Linked DNA regions of Arabidopsis thaliana: region 1 is linked to region 2. Evidence: chromatin contacts called from public ChIA-PET data. All regions are on one chromosome and are shown on one strand. Each heading gives the region's core, a stretch centred on a gene start, on an enhancer-like site or on the middle of the called end of the contact. The rest is flanking DNA. Distances are from core to core; before and after follow the strand shown.

Region 1 (5,517 bases), core at 1,312-3,811, 40 kb after region 2:
CGGTGGAGTTGGTGGCGAATCCGTCGATTATATTTATGGATGAGCCAACGACGGGGCTAGACGCAAGAGCAGCTGCCATTGTTATGAGAGCTGTGAAGAACGTCGCTGATACTGGACGAACCATCGTCTGTACTATTCATCAGCCTAGTATCGACATTTTTGAAGCCTTCGACGAGGTAAATTGCATAATTGGCTCAATAAACTGAATTGTTATATTTTGACCCCAAACTGTTTTATCTTATAAACCAAGTCCAAACTTGAATTTGCAGCTGGTGCTTCTTAAAAGAGGTGGTCGCATGATCTACACAGGACCATTAGGCCAACATTCACGTCACATTATCGAGTATTTTGAGGTAAATTTGCATAAATTTTACTTTTAGTCTATGATTGTTTTTACAAAGATATGTTAACTTCTTTTATTTATTGGATTGAAAAACAGAGTGTTCCTGAAATTCCTAAAATAAAAGACAACCACAATCCAGCAACATGGATGCTTGATGTTAGTTCACAGTCGGTAGAAATTGAACTTGGTGTCGATTTCGCAAAAATCTACCATGACTCTGCTCTTTACAAGTGAGTAAAAGCTTTTAAACTATGCATTAATAACTGTTATTGTTCTAAGAATGTGGTTGTAATGAAAACATGTGTGATTGTTATAGGCGAAACTCAGAGCTTGTGAAACAGTTGAGCCAGCCAGATTCAGGATCAAGTGATATACAGTTTAAGAGAACCTTTGCACAAAGCTGGTGGGGACAATTCAAATCTATTCTATGGAAAATGAACTTGTCTTATTGGAGAAGCCCTTCTTATAACCTAATGCGTATGATGCACACTTTAGTCTCTTCTTTGATCTTCGGCGCACTTTTCTGGAAACAAGGCCAAAATCTGTAAGTGGAGAGTGAACATACCTCTTATATGACACTTTAGATCCCAGTTTGCTAACATTTTGAGTTGTGTTTTGTCATTTGTAGAGATACTCAACAGAGTATGTTCACAGTATTTGGAGCGATCTACGGTTTGGTACTCTTCTTAGGGATAAACAATTGTGCATCAGCTCTTCAATATTTCGAAACAGAGAGAAATGTTATGTACCGGGAAAGATTCGCAGGGATGTACTCAGCGACTGCTTATGCATTGGGTCAAGTGGTGACTGAGATACCTTATATATTCATACAAGCTGCCGAGTTTGTGATCGTAACATATCCAATGATCGGTTTCTATCCTTCAGCCTACAAAGTCTTTTGGTCACTCTACTCTATGTTTTGCTCACTACTCACTTTCAACTACCTTGCGATGTTCCTCGTCTCCATCACGCCAAACTTCATGGTTGCCGCGATTCTTCAATCGCTCTTTTATGTTGGTTTCAACCTTTTTTCGGGGTTTTTGATCCCCCAAACGGTAAGATCACCCATCCTTTAGTTTCTTGAACAAGAATCTTTACCAAGAAGAAAATGTTTTGTAATGTATTCTTTTGGTTTGTGAAAATTGCAGCAAGTACCAGGGTGGTGGATTTGGTTATATTATCTAACACCAACGTCTTGGACACTCAACGGGTTTATCTCGTCCCAATACGGCGATATTCATGAAGAGATCAATGTCTTTGGACAATCCACGACGGTTGCAAGATTCTTGAAAGACTATTTTGGATTTCATCATGACCTTTTGGCGGTTACCGCGGTTGTTCAAATCGCTTTTCCCATTGCCTTAGCTTCTATGTTTGCATTCTTCGTGGGCAAACTCAACTTCCAACGAAGATGATCATGCCAATTAGTCTTCATCAATCATCATTTTAGAATAAAATAATAAAATAATGGTTTTTATTTTTGTTTGTGAAAATAAACATATAACATATAACTTTTCTTTTTGGTATGTATATGATTTTGAGGAAAGTAAACAAAGCATTGTCTATGCAAAACAAATAACCAAATCTTGCAAGTATCAAAACTATATTACTTATTACTTGTCTTGACAAAGACGAGTACTTGTTTTTCCAAGTCGAATACAGGATAAGTAACGGATACGGGACAAATACCATGTATTTATGCCCACCCATATCGACAGACAGTCAGTAATCAAAATTTACCTTCAAATCAAGAAAAATGGGCAATAGTTAACTTGAGTGACAAGTAACAAACTAAAATGAATAATCATGCATAAATTATAAAGATAACATTAAACCATTTTCCATTTTATATAATTTGTACAAATAACTTTTAAGTTATATAAAGGAATTATTTAGAAATATGCTTGGGTAATTGTGTTCTCTTCTAATTTCTTATTATATATCTCTAGAAACTTTTTTTCTCAAAAGAGATTTCTAAACTGATATTACATATTTTTTTTTTAGTTTTTTTTTGTTGTTGTAAATTTTAGACATCTATTTTTAGACATCTATATTAAACGATTAAATATTTCATTATCATTATAAAATCATAATGTATTTATGTATAAAAATTCAAAATATACTACTTTTTGTTTAAAATTTTAATATTACTTCTGTTTGGCAAATTAAATAAAATCTTTCGAATAGTTGACATAGTATAAATTAGAGAATATAAATAAGAAAACCAAAGCGGTCAACACAAGAGGATCGGTTTGTTCCTTTCTTCCTCCTCGTATACGAATCAATACGCATTTCTCCAACTCCATAGCCAAAAGCTCGACGAGATCCAACAGCACCTCCTGATCTGCATCGTTTTCAACTTAGCTTCTCCTGTCAATCGAAATCCCTAATTATACATTGATCGGATTCAATCGAGCGATTCGAGAGAGAATCGCGATGTCAATCCAAATTCCGTCAGCTTCTTGGGATTTTCGCGGTTTCCTACTCTGTTTCATCTTCTTCAGCTCGTTACCAGGTAAATATCACAGAATTCTGAGGATGAGTGATTTTAGTTTCATTTTCGAATTGGGAAAGTGTTTTGTTGCTCGTGCAATAATAGATGATCATTGACGAGGATTCATTGTTTTGATCCCTAACAGGAACAATACTAACACAAGAAGTTACATTAGATTCGGTTCAGATTTTCACGACTCACGATTGGTTCTCGACTAAGCCTACAGTCTTTTTCCAATGCAAAGGAGAGAACAAGACGGTGTTGCCTGATGTGAAGAGAACCAATGTTTCTTACTCTTTCAATGGCGAAGAATCTTGGCAGGTTTGTCTTTTGTTTCCCGAAATGTAGCTCAGATGATTTGGTTTTGATTATGTTGTTGAATTTCAAAGCTCTAGCATGAATTTAGAAATTTGGTTTGGTTTGGTTTTGATCTGAAACCAGGAAAAAAAGAGCTGCCTTTACTCTGGTTCTTAGCGATTGACTTATTTTTTTGGGAATGTGTTAGGGATATGGTTTTGGTTGCTGAATCTGCTCCAGAATTTAGATCTTAGTTTCGAAATGGTAGAGGGGTTCTTCATCTGTGAAATCTACTTAACGTGCAAACAAATAGGTTGTCTTATGTTGAAGGTGATCATCAATTTATTATCACTGTCTTTGACCTCTATGTTCTGTTCTGTTTTTGATTTTTTTTCAGCCACTAACCGAACTTCAAGGAACAAAATGCAAGAGATGTGGAATCTATGAGGACGACCCTCTTAAATATGATACATTTGACGAATGGGAGCTTTGCCCTTCTGATTTCACAGCAGAGGGTAGTTACAAGCGCTTCAAAGAGAAAGAATTTAATGCTACTTTTCTCTGCCATGGATGCTCACAAGTTGGAGCTGGTGAGTTTTACCAAGCAACACATCTTGAGCTTTAGGGTCATTTATTACTGTTTTGCCATGAATACTGTTTCAACTATAAACGGAATCTCTTTCACATGTATCTCTGTTGGCTGTAGCTTCAGTTTGAATCTGTTCTCTGTGATTAGGACTATCATATTCATATGCATTCTTTTTCTTTTGGCAGGTTCGAATAAAGAATCAGGCACCGAGAAGGAAGAACAAAAGGGCGGAATGCATCCTGGAATTGTGGTACTGATTGTAGTACTCTTGTTAGGTGTAGTTGCGGTGGGACTCTTGGTAGGTTACAAGTATTGGAGAAAGAAGAAACGGCAACAAGAGCAGGCCCGGTTTCTCAAGCTGTTCGAAGATGGTGACGATATTGAGGACGAACTTGGCCTTGAAAATACCCTATGAAGCCAAGTTTAATGTGCCACAGTAATTCAAAGTTTATGTACATACATACAAAACGTCTTGATCCTCCTCACAAGCATTTTTGTTTTTGTCGGACATAGAGAGGAAAGGGGTACAATGATACATACAAGCAGTTGCTTCATCCAAAGAAAAGTCAATGTTGTTATTTCTTTTGTCATAACTGTTTAACAATTAAAGAGGCTAAAAGAAACCCAGACTGCGATAGTTAAATCCTTTTTCCTTTACTTACCAAATTTTTTTTTTGCCAAAAAAGACATTACGAGGTGCTTTATTCTTTACTAAACGATCCACAAGCGAGAATTTCATAAATGCATGATTCTTACTAAACAATGAAAAGTAACATCGCAGAGTTTGAAAGTTGTCGGAAAACAAACCAAGAGTCATCAAGAGAGAAGGCAAAGTAACATCCAGGATTGTCACGCAACGAAAAGAAAAGTATCACGCAGAAAGAAAGGGAAAGGAAACAACATCCTTCAGTACAGAATGCTACATAGAGCTTTTAACCTGTGAACCATCAAGGTGACTCACTGCCTTTAGGGGAAGGACGGCTAAGCTCAGCCTCATCATCAATCGGGCTCCTGTCTTGACCATTAAGTCCAACAGGACTTTCACCACCTCCAACAATGGGACTCGCAGAGTTCCTGCCATTACCATTCTCTTTTGGGCTACCATCATAGTCTGATCCACGCTTTGGGCTTGCATCTATCACTTTTCGGTCTGGACTCAGGCTTTGGTCCCTACCTTTGGGAGATACAGATCGCTCCATTGCCTTAGGACTGCGTGATCTGTCCTCCACGCTTTTCTCTCTTCTCACTGGGGATCGCGATCGACTGATGAACAGAGAAATAAAGAGTCAACCAAAGGGCATAAGCCATGGAATTAGCGTTGTCAACATACTTAATAGCTACAAAGTACGAATCATTTCTACAATATTAAGGGAAAATAGTTGTCTACGGGACATGCTTAAAGATCAAACTAATATAGTTCCAGAAAAAGCTCAGAATTGCTCTAAGCTTTTTACCCCACATATGAAGCTCAAAATATGAATTTCTAGGTAAGTTTTTTGGTGGCTCTCCTATTGTATTCCGTATTTGCATTTATAAGACAATTTTCGAGAAGTCCAAATTCACAACTGACCTGTAGCTGCGACCTCGACTGTAACTACGGCTACGGCTTGGGCTCCTTCGGCGACGAGGGGAGCGGGATTTGACTGGTGACCTGGAATAGCTTCCACCCTGCCTGGAGAATTATAATCCAAAAGAGATATGAGAAGAAGCTTAAAGAATAGAACAAACTGTGGAAAAACAAAGATTCAAAGATTTAGTACCTGGCCTTCTTTGGACTAGGACTGTTTTTGCAGT
Region 2 (5,062 bases), core at 183-2,682:
GATGACGAAAGCGAGACCACCGCCGATGGAAGAAGGGTTGACATTGGTTATAGAGAAGGAGAAAAAAGAAGAGAAGCTTGTCGGAAAGTGAGTTCCAGGTTGTCGGAATCTGATTGGGTTAGAGTATAAGACTTTTCCGGCGCCGGAATTAGGTACAGAGAGGTCACGTGTGAGGCCAACGATTCCATTGCTTAAACGTGCATCACCGAGGAGTTTGAGGTTGCTTATGGCTAGCGTGGAGAAATCAAACTGTGTCGTCGTAGCTCCATTGAAGAAACAGAGCAAGATTGAAATGAAGAAGGAGAGAAAGAGAGACATTAATGATCAGTTGAAGAAATGTTTTTTCAGAGAAGGGCCATTGGAGAAGAAGAAGAAAGAATCTTAATTTGAGAGATTGAGAAAGAGAGATTTGATGAAAGTCACGGGTAGTGTATTGGGGCAATACTTTGCTTGGAGTAAAGTAAAGCAGAGGAAGAGACAAAGAATAATATGGAGAGAGCAAAAGAGAATCCAAAGCGACAACGAATGAAGTCAGACAAGTGGATAGAGAGATGTGTAACGCCACGTGGGTTTTTCCAACGGCTATATGTCTTTTTGTCTGAAAGTTTTTTTTTTCTATGGAGAAAATGTTATGATGTATCGAAGTGACTTTTGTTGTTCTGATTTTCTCACGTCTAACAAATAACTACATGCATGTAACGGTCGTAGCACTTATCATCTTTCTTTATTTATTCTTGTCGTGGTCGTGGTCGTTGGTTGAAAGGTAAAAGACGCACCAGAAAAAAGTATCCAAAACTTTTTGGCTAATTGTCGTACCAAGAACATTAACACAAATCATCGTCACTGGATTCTCTAGAGTTTCCAAGACATCAATTAGGGGTGAGAATAAAACCTCATCAAATCAAATTATGGATGGGATGGGGTTCGAATTAAAACTGATGTTAACCAAACAAAACTGAATTTCTTCTAAGTGAACTATACCAAGTTTTATTTTAACTAAAACGGTAATAACTCGTCTGTTTTTTTTCTTTTTCTTTTCGACCGGTAATAACTCGTCTTCTAGAATCAAATCACATTAAAGAAAATACATTTATGTCATGTACACTGAACCAAAACCAATTCCATATTTGGATAATTTGATTTAAGGCCTGCTTTCACAAAAATAATCCAAAAAAAAACTTGAATGCTAGGCCTATTATGAAGAAAACTACTTTAGTTTCTAAGCTGAAAGGCCGTTACTTCATTGGTCATCAATTGATACATAATGGGCTTGAAAGTGGGCCTGAATTGGTCTATGACGTCAACCCACGTGATCTATGCGTGTATCTTGATTATTAAAAAACCCGAAACCGAAATAACCAACCCGACCCATCTGATCACCATCCGTTAAAATCTTTCTTACGAGAATCTTCACCGTTGATTGCAATGACTTTTTAAAAGCTTCCGAGTCAAAGCTTTGATAATCATAATATGTTGCGAGAAACAAGTAGTTGCATCATAATAACCCCTTTTGATTCGGTAAGCCATTAGAGACCTCAGAAGAAGAGAAGTTTTTGATTCTTCGTCGAGACTTTACTCGATTTTGCATCGAAGAAGAGAGGAAGAAGAAGAAGAAAAAGTGAAAAATTTCTGGGTTTCGATTTTGGGTGAGAGATAACAAACCCTAGGTGTTGTGTAAATCGTGATCACATATATGCTTTTTGAGTCGACGATTAGAGAAGACGAAGAAGAGTAGCAAGCAAACACTATGATGAACACTTCTAATGGAATGATATCAGCGCCATCTTCGTCGTCTTCACCGGCGGCGAATCCTCAGTCGCCGGGAATTAAGACTTATTTCAAGACGCCTGAAGGGAAGTATAAGCTTCACTACGAGAAAACGCATTCCTCTGGTCTCCTTCATTACGCACATGGCAAAACTGTTACTCAGGTAAAGATCAAATTTTTATATTTGGGTTTAATAGTTTGATTCGTCATTAGGATTTCTAATCATTCAAATCGGCAATTTCAGAGAATTAGTATCGATGGTTAAATTTTTGTTAGTGAAATTTTGCATTTTGATGCACTAGTTGGTTAGCTGATCAATCGATTTGAATAGCATTGCTTTCCAATGATGGAATTTGGAAATTTTCGTTTTCAGGTAACTATAGCTCAGCTTAAGGAAAGAGCTGCTCCTTCGACTCCAACTGGTACTTCGTCGGGTTATAGTGCTAGTAGCGGGTTTCGTTCAGCAACAGCGAGGTTGCTAGGAACTGGAAATGGGAGCCGTGCGCTTAGTTTTGTTGGAGGTAATGGTGGCGGTAAAAGTGTGAGTACAAGTTCAAGAATTAGTGGCTCCTTCGCTGCTTCTAATTCTAATACTTCGATGACAAATACGAATTTTGATGGGAAAGGAACTTACTTGGTCTTCAATGTGAGTGATGCTATTTTTATCTGTGACTTGAACTCACAAGAAAAGGTAATTTCTTCTTTTCTTTGTTTTCCTTTTAGTGATTTGGCTGTAATGTTCTGTTTTTTGTTTTGTTTTGGAAGTAATGGTTTAGGAAACTTCTTTGATGTAGGATCCAGTAAAGTCTATCCATTTCAGTAATTCAAACCCTATGTGTCATGCTTTTGATCCGGATGCTAAGGATGGGCATGACTTACTTATTGGGCTGAATTCTGGGGATGGTAATGTAGAAATTTGAGCTTACCGTTTTCACCGCTGATCTAGATGCCTTGTCTCATGGATTTATTTTGTTATGATGTGTTATTGTAGTGTACACAGTATCACTGAGACAGCAGTTACAGGACGTCTCTAAGAAGCTAGTTGGTGCTCTGCATTATAACAAGGACGGTTCTGTGAATAACAGGCAAGAGTTTATCTTTTTCCGTGTATCTTTAATTTTCCTTCCATCTTTTTCCTTTACTATTATTTGTTAGTGAAACTTGAAGAATTGATTCCACTGGTTCAAGTGATTCCGCTTTCATGTCTTGGATTGAGCTAGTGAAACTTGAAGAATTGATTCCACTGGTTCACAATACTTCACATTTACTTTGTCTAAGGATCTCTATGTGTTCTTCGTTTGTGCTTGTGCTAGTATTTATGTCAGCGTAACAAATTTATATAAGTTTCTGTCATTGTAATAGATTGTGTTCTAGGAAACTCTCAGTGACAGTAGATTAGTTAAATTATAACAGAACAGTATGTTTCCTTAGAGGAGTTCGTTTTTAAGTAGGTTAAGTTGAAACATGAATCAATTTTGGCGTCATGACTCTTGCCTTCTCTAAGTTTAAAATAAAGTTTGTTGCTTTGTAACAGTCGTTGCACTAGTATTTCTTGGGTGCCTGGAGGTGATGGAGCATTTGTCGTTGCTCATGCCGATGGCAATTTGTATGTGTATGAGAAGGCAAGCTCAGATATCAGAATTTGTTTTCTTGCATATGACTTTTAAGTTGCCTGATTTTGTCTAATCCCTGATCCTGATTAATTTAACTTAATAGAACAAAGATGGTGCCACTGAATCAACATTTCCTGCTATAAGAGATCCTACACAATTTTCAGTTGACAAGGCAAAATATAGCAAGGTATGTGAGTATGCAACCATTTCAATTGATCCTTATATAGGTGCGGGAAGCACATGGTACATGCATATCCTCTACTAGTATCATCATTTGCTAGTGGTTATAAGAAATTATTGTATTACATACTTTCTTTTCTATCTTTGAGCATATTTTGATGTACTATTGTTTATTCATATGAGTATTCATGCAGAGTAATCCTGTTGCGAGATGGCATATATGTCAAGGTTCAATTAACAGCATTGCATTCTCAAATGATGGGGCACACTTGGCAACTGTTGGAAGAGATGGTAAGATGCGTCTATTATGTCGTGTGTTCTTTTTCTTTCTCTATGTATTTCTTTACTAAGCAGTAAACTTTTTTACCATTCACAGGCTATCTTCGCATTTTTGACTTCTTAACCCAGAAGCTAGTATGTGGTGGAAAAAGTTATTATGGTGCTCTGCTGTGCTGTTCTTGGAGGTGATGGGTTATAATTCCTTTGGCAACTTTTCTTATAATTGAATTTACAAAAGTTGTCTTAAATAGATACCAGTGTTGTGAGCATATCACCCCCGTATGATACTGTTTATTGACATTGTGATTGTATTGACACTGACAGTATGGATGGAAAGTACATTTTGACTGGAGGTGAAGATGATTTAGTTCAAGTGTGGAGTATGGAGGATCGGAAAGTTGTGGCGTGGGGTGAGGGACATAATTCGTGGGTAAGGTTCTTGATGTCAATAAGATTTCTTTTATTTAACTTACACAGCACTTGACTCATGTCGGAATGGTTGCTCTCAGGTAAGTGGAGTAGCGTTTGATTCCAATTGGTCGTCACCAAACTCGGATGGGTCAGGAGAGCATGTCATGTACCGTTTTGGATCAGTTGGTCAGGTATTTCTTCATACCTTGACCCATTTTGCTGGTAGTCCTTTGCATTACCAAAGAACTGAAATGTGTTTAAACTACGGGAGTTGTGCGTAGCGTATCTATATTGCTTGATTGGCTTTATCATTCAACCAGTGATCTCATTTTCTTATCATTTTAATGATGAGGAAAAGGAAAAAGACAATATTTTATAGGAGATAGGTTCTTAGGATGATCAGAAAATAAGGGGAAATCGTAGTAGTGTAGTTTCATATGGTCTGATAAAGATTCGTTAGCATATCAAATTGTAGATAACGATTTTGTTGGTCTGCTAGTTAGAAACTTTGTTAGAAAGTGAAGTGTTTCGTAGTATGAAGCAGCCTTAATTAGGATGCTAATGAGATCATTTCCACAAACATGTTTTCTGAAAGTCTTCTTTTTGAGAACTTAATTTGCTATTAAAAACCATAGACTCCTACGATTTCAGTCTCTTGATTCTCCTATATATGATCTGCAAGTGTCTTGCCTCATACACACTGCTGCTTTCTTCTGCTGAATCCCCAGGACACACAGTTACTTCTCTGGGACCTTGAGATGGACGAGATCGTAGTTCCACTTAGGCGAGCTCCAGGAGGATCTCCAACTTAC

Evidence for each region. ChIA-PET counts read pairs in DNA pulled down with a chosen protein or histone mark.
Region 1: a contact with region 2 is called in an H3K4me3 ChIA-PET map of shoot, with 10 read pairs. The contact joins the promoter of AT3G53490 here to the promoter of AT3G53390 in region 2. A contact is called at or near these places in 2 of 26 Hi-C or Micro-C datasets (leaf and shoot) and 1 of 2 datasets of contacts at active chromatin or transcription factors (shoot).

Annotation. Positions count from the first base shown.
Region 1 is chr3:19,829,887-19,835,403 of TAIR10.1, forward strand. AT3G53490 (valine-tRNA ligase) reads left to right here and starts at 2,562. Exons shown (of 4, transcript NM_115209.4): 1 at 2,562-2,858; 2 at 2,983-3,158; 3 at 3,532-3,724; 4 at 3,909-4,418. The coding sequence starts at 2,780. The coding sequence ends at 4,138. ABCG37 (pleiotropic drug resistance 9) reads left to right here. Exons shown (of 23, transcript NM_115208.4): 18 at 1-176; 19 at 270-353; 20 at 440-573; 21 at 660-887; 22 at 972-1,398; 23 at 1,492-1,994. The coding sequence ends at 1,758. It overlaps RS2Z32 (RNA-binding (RRM/RBD/RNP motifs) family protein with retrovirus zinc finger-like domain-containing protein), which reads right to left. Exons shown (of 7, transcript NM_115210.6): 5 at 5,484-5,517; 6 at 5,294-5,395; 7 at 4,354-4,986. The coding sequence ends at 4,671.
Region 2 is chr3:19,791,034-19,796,095 of TAIR10.1, forward strand. AT3G53390 (Transducin/WD40 repeat-like superfamily protein) reads left to right here and starts at 1,433. Exons shown (of 11, transcript NM_115199.3): 1 at 1,433-1,930; 2 at 2,141-2,458; 3 at 2,562-2,670; 4 at 2,759-2,852; 5 at 3,302-3,389; 6 at 3,484-3,567; 7 at 3,755-3,851; 8 at 3,937-4,024; 9 at 4,164-4,269; 10 at 4,349-4,441; 11 at 4,979-5,062. The coding sequence starts at 1,748. AT3G53380 (Concanavalin A-like lectin protein kinase family protein) reads right to left here and starts at 662. Exons shown (of 1, transcript NM_115198.4): 1 at 1-662. The coding sequence starts at 318.